Linked DNA regions of Rattus norvegicus: all the other regions are linked to region 3. Evidence: chromatin contacts called from public Hi-C data. All regions are on one chromosome and are shown on one strand. Each heading gives the region's core, a stretch centred on a gene start, on an enhancer-like site or on the middle of the called end of the contact. The rest is flanking DNA. Distances are from core to core; before and after follow the strand shown.

Region 1 (2,700 bases), core at 155-2,654, 100 kb before region 3:
TGCATTTACATTTGGCATCCAGCCCTGCCTACCTCTATTCTCCCAGTAATTGACTGTGGTTTCTTTCATAAAACCACTCAGAGAAGACTGGAGAGCAAAGTTTATACAACATCATTTTATGCTCAAGAGAATGTGCTCGTGGAACTGTAAGTAAATCGTGAGGGCCAGAATTTAGCATCTGAATATATAACAACTTTGGACCGACCCCCCCCCCAACAAATTTCTATGTTTCAGCTCTGATACAAAGATGTAGGCTCTTACAGGTTCTTAACTGGGGAGTCATATAGGTTCTCATGAAAGATTTATGGCTGGAGAGTTGACTCATTGGCAACAAAAAGTGTATTGTTCTTCTAGGGATCCTGGGTTCCATTCCTAGACCCATATTGGGTGGCTTACAACCATCTGTAACTTCAGTTATGGGGTACTCCAACATTATCTTCTGATCTCCACAGTATAGACATGGGGCACACAGACATATGGGCTCACACACGGAAGGATATAAAAAAATAAATCTTTTCGTTTTTAAAGACAACAATGTCTAGATACTCTTGGATCATACGCATAGTAGGGCATATGAAGTCATGATGTTTACCACCAAAGTCATATATATTATTACAGCTGGGAGTATACAGCTTTCAATCACCCATTGATGCACTCCATGTACATTTTGCAGTTGAAACTTTCGAAGAACTAGAGGTCCCGGTTGAAAGAATCAGGTGAATGCATACATGTTAGAGAAACTCACAGAGGAGGATTATAGTGATTACTTTTCTTTACTCATTCATTACTAAAACTTTTTTGAGAGCTTAATGTGTTTAATATTAGACTTGTATCAATAAGTATATGAGGAAGTGAGATTTGACAAATAAAACTTTGTTTTTGGAAATCAAACTATGCCCATGCTTCCTTCCTGTCTGAAATTTGAACTAAACCCTGGACATGAAAACAATCTCTAGAGTCTATAACTGCCCTGGTCCTAAATTCTTCTTGAGTTATAAAGTGGAAAAACTTAATTTTTTTTTTTGTTGTTGTTGTTGGAAACTCCTGCTCAGTGGCTCCAGATCACTACTCTGACACTATCAGACAGAAGTGGTACAATTTTCCCAATTATAAAATGAATTATGGGGAGCCAGCTAACCATGCTCAGTCATTAAATAAAACTATTTTGACTGGTACATTGTTGCTCTGCCAGAAAACATGGGCGTTTTGTTTTTTAAGAATTTTTTTTTTTGTGAGCAGTTGCTTTGAGAAAAGATTGCATTGACCTCGCCTCAGTGTGAACAAACAGGACAGCAAGCAAGAAGGTGTGACGTGGAGATTTTGTGCGATGGGGTAGAGACTGTGTGTTCACATTTTAAAGAAAGTTTCTCTCCATGCAAAGAACTGAAGCTCGAGGTTACACTGTGTCAATGGTGACATATCACCAATCACTGAAACACTTCATCTGCACGTGAAGATTTGAGAGCTGAATAGAAGACTCTTTGTAACGCAAAATGGTATTGTTACCTTCAGGACTGAGAATTTGCAAAGAATTTGGGGTCATTCTTTTCATAACGATCGCCAAAGACTTCAAAGGCACGCTCAGAAAATGATTTAAATCCATCAACAACAGGCAAGCTCCAATGACATTTCATTTGAAAGTAGTTTCTTGGAAAAAGCAACGGGAAGAAAAACTTCTTAATAGAAGTAATCCCTGCATGATTTTTAATCACCTCATATTTCCAGTAATAACTGTGGCAATAACTGTGTGCCCATTATTTTTCCAGCTTACCATTTTCCACTCAAATATCTCCAACTGGTTCTGAAGGAAACAGCTGTTTTCAGCTGAACCATCTGAGGAATTTGGTTATCTCATCCAAACTATGACATCTTGAATCATGAATTAATGGCATGCTTATTCATTGAAGCAGCTTTCTGTTTAAAGGGGACTCCCCCTGCCCTCGTGTGTGCAAAAGAGCATAAATCACAATTGTATACAATCCTCAAAATATAATGCAGTAGTCAAGTTCTCATCAGAGGCATGCTCTAAAAGAACATTAGCCTGCTGACCAGATACTTTAAAAAAAAAAGAAAGAAAACAAAGAAAGAAAAGAAAAAAATTTTTTTTGCAATTTATGTTAGGAAGAATGGGGACAAAGTTCAGGGACAGAGAGCCACCCTAGCATATCTTAGACGCTGCAACCCCCAGTACTGCAAAAAGAAAGAAAAGAAAAAGAAATATGCATTAGGGTTTCATGGCTGAGAATATTGTTTTAAAATATTCTAAATTTGATTACTAACACCTGGGTCAGACGCATTTTATTTATGAGTTCCCAAAAGCTTTTACTGAAGGCTACACATAGCAGTCTACTTCATTAGAAAGTTCATTAGATAACTCACTTCCTGAATACTGACATATAGCAGGATCTCTTTCTACATTCTCAAGAATGACTGAAAAAAAATACATTCCAATCCATGGCATGGTTAGGATTGTAGCTCCTTTGTTCACACATGTGGAATCCACCTGGGTTCAAAAAAGCTAGTTCTGAAAGAATTTTATGAAACAACTGCTGCCCTTATAAAAGTAAATAGTTCTGTAATAGTCTGGAAAAGTGAGCTATGAATTAGTAATAGCCTAAGTACATGTTATAGGTTATTTATACAGAATGTGAGAACTCAAATCAGTGACCAGATGTGCTACACTGAAGGAAAACATACCAT
Region 2 (2,700 bases), core at 171-2,670, 94 kb after region 3:
CTTCACCGTTTCATTCAATTTCGTTTGTTTGCTTTGTTTTGTTTTAACAGTAGCTTGTACTCTTAGATCTTTGTAAAAGCTTTACGGCATTTTTTCCCATTGTGACTTTCCTCTGAAGCTCTTTCTCTGAGTCCATCCACGTCTTCCGCGTTGAAAGTCGTACAGTCTTGCAAACATTTTTCCGTGTAATAATCACCAAAGACAGTAGTAAACCTAATAAGGCTGTTGTTAGAGACATAAGAAGTACAAAAGAAAAAATTAAAGGAATTTTCAGTGGCACTGATAAAATTCTGAAGGTTTAGTACTGCCAGTCTGACACTATTCAAACTGCTTACACTGCCTCAGGCCAGTGCAATAGGAGTGTGTGTGTGTGTGTGTGTGTGTGTGTGTGTGTGTGTGTGTGTGTGTGTGTACGTACGTACATGTGCACACATGTGTACGCATGTGTGCATTTGCATGTGTCCCTGTCTCTGTGTTATTAGCACTTGGTAAACACTGGAGAAACTATTCGATTTCAGAGACTTTTATATGCCTAGGAAAGGAAAGGAAATGGAGTTCTGGCTTTCAGTCAACAATTGCCAGTCACCTCCTCTGTGCCAGGTTCTGTCCATGAACCTCAGAGGTGATGCTGAACTAAAGTGGACAAGGTCTTTGCTCTCAGAGCTTACAGGCAAAATTGGGAAATAGATCTGAACGTATCAGTCACACGAAGGAATTGTATCTTTAGAAACAGGAAAATGCAATCGAGGAAGAATTTCCCGTTCTGCGGAGCCCGCGTGACACATGGATCTATCAAGGCTGAAGCCAGAGAACCCACACCTGTCACCTCTGTGCCAGGATGTGGGGATGTTTGCAAGGGTCACAGCGCGGTCCGTCCATCCATCCTTTGCAGTCAGGGCCACTGGATGTGTGTGCATCAAGTAATCCACACTTGTTTTCTGTATGTGTGCCTGGAATAGACTCCTTCCAGGACACCCAGTTGGCACGCTCCAGTGACAGAGTGAAGTAGGACCAGGAGTTGAAGAACAATGTCATCTTTTACCCGAGAAAATAAATTCTTTATGTTTGTTTCCTCTCCGCGCATGTTGTGTTTACTATGGAGACCTGGCACGGTTTGAGCCCCAGGCTCGGCAGCTGAGTGGCTCCCACAGAACCCTCCAGAGGCTGCCAGTGCATACTGAATGAATCAAACCCGGAGCGTTACATGGATGTCATGGAAAAACCCCACAGTCCTGTCGCCTCAGCACCTCAGCGAAAGTTCAGGACACACCTCTGAAGCTGCAAAGGCTCCTGGAACACCCTCCGGTCTCAACATCTTGCCATGACACAAGCAGGATTGTTTTGTTAATACATGCAGTTGCCAGTACATATTTCATAGCTAACAATGGGGTGTTTGTGTGAGTTTCGTTTTCACTTTGACCAGTGAGGGAAGTGGAACACAATGGGGGCAGTGCAGAGCTGGGAACAGGACACATTTTCTTTAGGATTCCCAGGGCTGCGTACGTGGAAAATGCCAGGGCCAAAACAAACACGAGAACTTGTCCAGGTCCTCGGTGGCTCATTCTCGGCTGTAATAAAACATGGCTGAGTCGCCGTCTGATAGGCTGACTCTGCTCACAGCCATCGATGATTACTGTATGAGTTTCTCCCATGTACAAAAGAGAGTGGGTTCTGCAGTGTACGGGAAAACTGCTGTAGGCGGGTGTGGATATGTGGGCATAGTATGCCAAGCCCTGCTGGCAACGCGAATACATAACCGTTCTCCTTGTCCATAAAAGATAGGCATTCATTCGCCCACCTAAGGCCAGCTCCTTCGTAAGTGGTCACTGTTATGTATTAGTTCTAGACAAAAAAAAATAGGTGAGCTGTGATGTTCCTGCCTTTAACATCTCTATGGGAATACACTTGAGTGCTGTGTCAGGAAATGATCCGCAACTTTATGTAATAAGACAGCTTCCTCTTTGTAAGCATGCCTGACCCAAAGGTATTATTTCCATGCCCAGACTGTGAGGCATGCATGGTCCTTGGAAGTGCATGAAAAACAATGTTTCTATAAGTAGGACTTTTGTGTCCTTTTTAATTCTTCGCCTGTGTGAACTTCTTGTCTGCAGCTGTCACAACCTCATTTTCTCTGAGCTTTGATAATCTCGTAATGTCAGTCAAGATATGCGAATGAAATTTTGTAACATTTGGCTTACCCGTTCTTAGACATTCAGCTCATGTTTTACAGGGGGTGAGTAAGACAGTGAGGCCTGATTCTCCAGTACCTAAATAATGAATCCCAGCTCGGGACTTGCTTATACATTTGTTTACAGTGTCACCGCAACCTCCTGGTCTCTCCTCGTCACCAGGCATACACATCAGTTTATCCGACTAATTATCTAATACCACCAAATGTTTCACTGTCCTTTGCTTCCCAACTCCCTGTTTTCACAGGAAATCGGTGGGTACATTTCCAGCTCTTCCCACTGCACAGCCTGCGTAATGGCATCATCAGTTGTGAACACACAGGCACAGATACCATTTAATCATCTCACGCTGCTTTGCCCCTTCTGATAATAACTTGACCCTCTCGAACCCCAGCAGATGAGCGTTTCTATTGCGAATGTCTGTCTGGGTGTCCGTTAACCTTCGGGCCTTATCCTTCCTGACTCATGATCACAAACCCCTCCTCACCACCCTAACTGGTACAGTTACGTT
Region 3 (2,700 bases), core at 185-2,684:
CGTTCCGGACACGCGGCTGCGGTGACCAAGGTCCAGCCCAGACTAAGGCCTCCGTGGGATGGGAAGGCTTACTGGGTCATCCCTAAACAACTGAACGGGGAAGGGGCGCCTGACTACGCGTGGGACCTGGCCTCCAGACTTTGGGGAACCGAACGACCGTCTCGGCTACCGACCTCCAGCCGTCCCGGAATATCGGGCAGAGGTTCGGTGGTCGTGACACAAGGGCAGTCTCCTCTCACACCCCGGAGACCTACGTTTACTACCCTTCACCCCCACCGTCGTAAGGGCGGTTGCTTTTGCACGGGTTGAAAACTTTAGGACCAGCCCGGTTTAGCTAGCTAAATCCCGAAGTTACTTTTTCCGTACAGGACGAGCCTTCCCCACACCCTTGGGATTAGTGTGTGTGTGGGGGGGAAGCACTTCTCCCCTTCCAGGGCCCCTCGCTCTCCCATCTCTAGTAGCCCCAGCCCTCCTCTACCAGATGGTCTGTCCTCCCAGAGTTTCCACCAGGGAGGTCCTCCGAGTCGGAGGCAGAATTTCGTCTCCCACTAAGCTTGCCATACCCCCAAAGACCATTTGTGTGAGCGAGTCCCTTTTAAATGTCTCTCGGTAGAAAAACTGAAAGTAGAAAGAAAGGAAGCAATTTCCGAGCAGATGTCTGACCACCCCTACTCGCATACTCCCAGCATCGGGTTACAGGGTCCTGGGAGCCCCAACCCGGTTCTGCTGCCCCACATGGGTGAACCCCTGGTGCATTCACGCCAGCTTCTGAACTCCCCCAGGACGCCCCGTTCCCCGCACGTCCAGGCCCCCGGAGTCAGAGAGGGCAGCTGAGAACAACGGTATAGGTATAAATATTGAGCCGTGACATTGACGCGCCCGCCGCTTCCCCTCCCCCGCGCTCCCGGCACACTCTGGGTTGCTCGGCACGCCCCCTCTCGTCCCGCTGCCTCCCGCGCGGCGCTCATCCCCGAGGGGCCGGAGCAACCTCTCCTCGCGAAGACTGCACGAGCCCTGCTGGGGAAGAAAAAGTAACTTGGTTTTTCTCGGAGAAACCCGGCCGGATTAGGCAGCTGGGGCGAATAGAGGGGAGGAGGAGGGGAGCTGGTGGAACCCGGTGAAGTCTCCCAAGCAGCCTGATCACACTTTCTCCTTGTCCTCCCGTCTCCTCCTCCTAGGTGCAGAGATTGTGGGCAGACTATGTAATCGCTGCGGAGGGGGAAGAGGAGGGATCGGCGCTCTCCTGCGGCCGCAGCGCGGCGACTCGGCTAGGCGGAGTTTCGCGGCGGCTGCGCCCGGCTTGAGCCCGCGGGCAAAGAGGTCGGTCCGTCCAGCCCGGCGGCCGCGAGTCCGACTCCGGGCGTCCCGGAGGCGTATAAGGCAACCAGTGAGCACCCGGTTCCACTGTGCCGCGCCGGCAGCCTCCAGCCAGCATGGAGAAGGACAGCCTGAGTCGCGCCGACCAGCAGTATGAGTGCGTGGCGGAGATCGGGGAAGGCGCCTACGGGAAGGTGTTCAAGGCCCGCGACCTGAAGAACGGCGGCCGCTTCGTGGCTCTGAAGCGCGTGCGAGTGCAGACCGGAGAGGAGGGCATGCCGCTCTCCACCATCCGCGAGGTGGCGGTGCTGAGGCACCTGGAGACCTTTGAGCACCCCAACGTGGTCAGGTGAGCCTAGAGCCCTGGCTATCCGGTCCGGGAAGGTGCTGGGCAAGGGGCGGCTGGTGACCCAACTAGAGTAAGAGTTGAGTTTCCCCAGATAAAACCGATGACCTTGCTGGACAGGGCAGAAAAGGAGACCTGCGGTGAATTCCCAACAGCCAAGCAATTCTGACGAGCTTTCACTCTGCTTGCCTCAAGGGATCCGGGGGCGTTGGGTGTCTTTTAGGGACAAAACCCAACAACCCCCAGAAACGCCCCTCCAGCCCTTATTTAACTTTTCCCGTTCGTGGGGGAGTTTTTGAGAGACAGAGTGAGGTAGTTATCCAGCTTGTGATAAAGGGTGGAGCATAATGTAAATAAAATTTAAGAAAATGCAGAAATGTGTAAGAATGTGTTTGCCAATCACACCCACATTGGTGGCATATATATATATATATATATATATATATATATATATATATATATATATATATATATATATAGTTGTAGAATGACTTCTGATGGTCTTAGAAGTTCAGAAGTTTCTACTCTGATGCCTAGTGTTAAACATTGTTTGAAAAATGTCTTTCGAGGCTGGGTACTAGGAACACTGAATCAGGAAGATCCAGAGTTCGAAGCCAGCCTGAGCTACAAAAGACCCTATTTGAGAAAAGAGAGGGAGGGAGGGTGGGGAGGCGGGCACTTGCTTCTCAAACCGCTACCTGATTGTCTGTATCATTTAGTATCTGTGGACTGGTATGTTCTGACTTAGACTGCCTCTCTTGGGGGTTAGATGTGAGTCTGCGCTTTAGATTTTAAGACCTGTTTCCCTGGAAAAGTTGTGCAGGTGGGTGAGGAAGCATTCTTAACCAACTCTCCTGCGATTGAAGATAATGGTGTTTTCTAGAAGATGCTGGGATTTCCCCCACTGTGCCTTTTATCCTTCTCTCTTTTTAAGCAGTTGCATTGCTGGAAGTTAAAAGGGAAAGCACAGACCTTTCCATAAATTTTCCATAAAATTAGAGTTTACCATTCGCAGCTCTTCTTTTCGTCTGGGATTC

Evidence for each region. A called contact is a pair of places that touch in the nucleus more often than the background predicts.
Region 1: a Hi-C map of Schwann cells shows a contact between it and region 3, with 2.4 times the contacts expected there. The contact joins the enhancer-like site here to the promoter of Cdk6 in region 3. A contact is called at or near these places in 2 of 12 Hi-C or Micro-C datasets (the Rat2 cell line and Schwann cells).
Region 2: a Hi-C map of Schwann cells shows a contact between it and region 3, with 4 times the contacts expected there. The contact joins the enhancer-like site here to the promoter of Cdk6 in region 3. A contact is called at or near these places in 3 of 12 Hi-C or Micro-C datasets (Schwann cells, mammary epithelial cells and psoas muscle) and 1 of 1 datasets of contacts at active chromatin or transcription factors (oligodendrocytes).

What each region holds. Positions count from the first base shown.
Region 1 is chr4:31,883,370-31,886,069 of GRCr8, reverse strand. No RefSeq gene overlaps it. Among named protein-coding and RNA genes, the nearest start is that of Cdk6, 100 kb to the right of the region's middle. Within about 2 kb of position 1,404, at least 5 of the 93 cell types and tissues checked have an H3K27ac peak or open chromatin away from gene starts, as enhancers often do. A contact at or near this core is called in Schwann cells, where this site is marked.
Region 2 is chr4:31,686,056-31,688,755 of GRCr8, reverse strand. All of the region lies in intron 3 of Cdk6 (cyclin-dependent kinase 6), which reads left to right. Among named protein-coding and RNA genes, the nearest start is that of Cdk6, 94 kb to the left of the region's middle. Within about 2 kb of position 1,420, at least 58 of the 93 cell types and tissues checked have an H3K27ac peak or open chromatin away from gene starts, as enhancers often do. A contact at or near this core is called in Schwann cells, where this site is marked.
Region 3 is chr4:31,780,236-31,782,935 of GRCr8, reverse strand. It overlaps Cdk6 (cyclin-dependent kinase 6), which reads left to right and starts at 1,434. Exons shown (of 7, transcript NM_001191861.2): 1 at 1,434-1,666. The coding sequence starts at 1,434.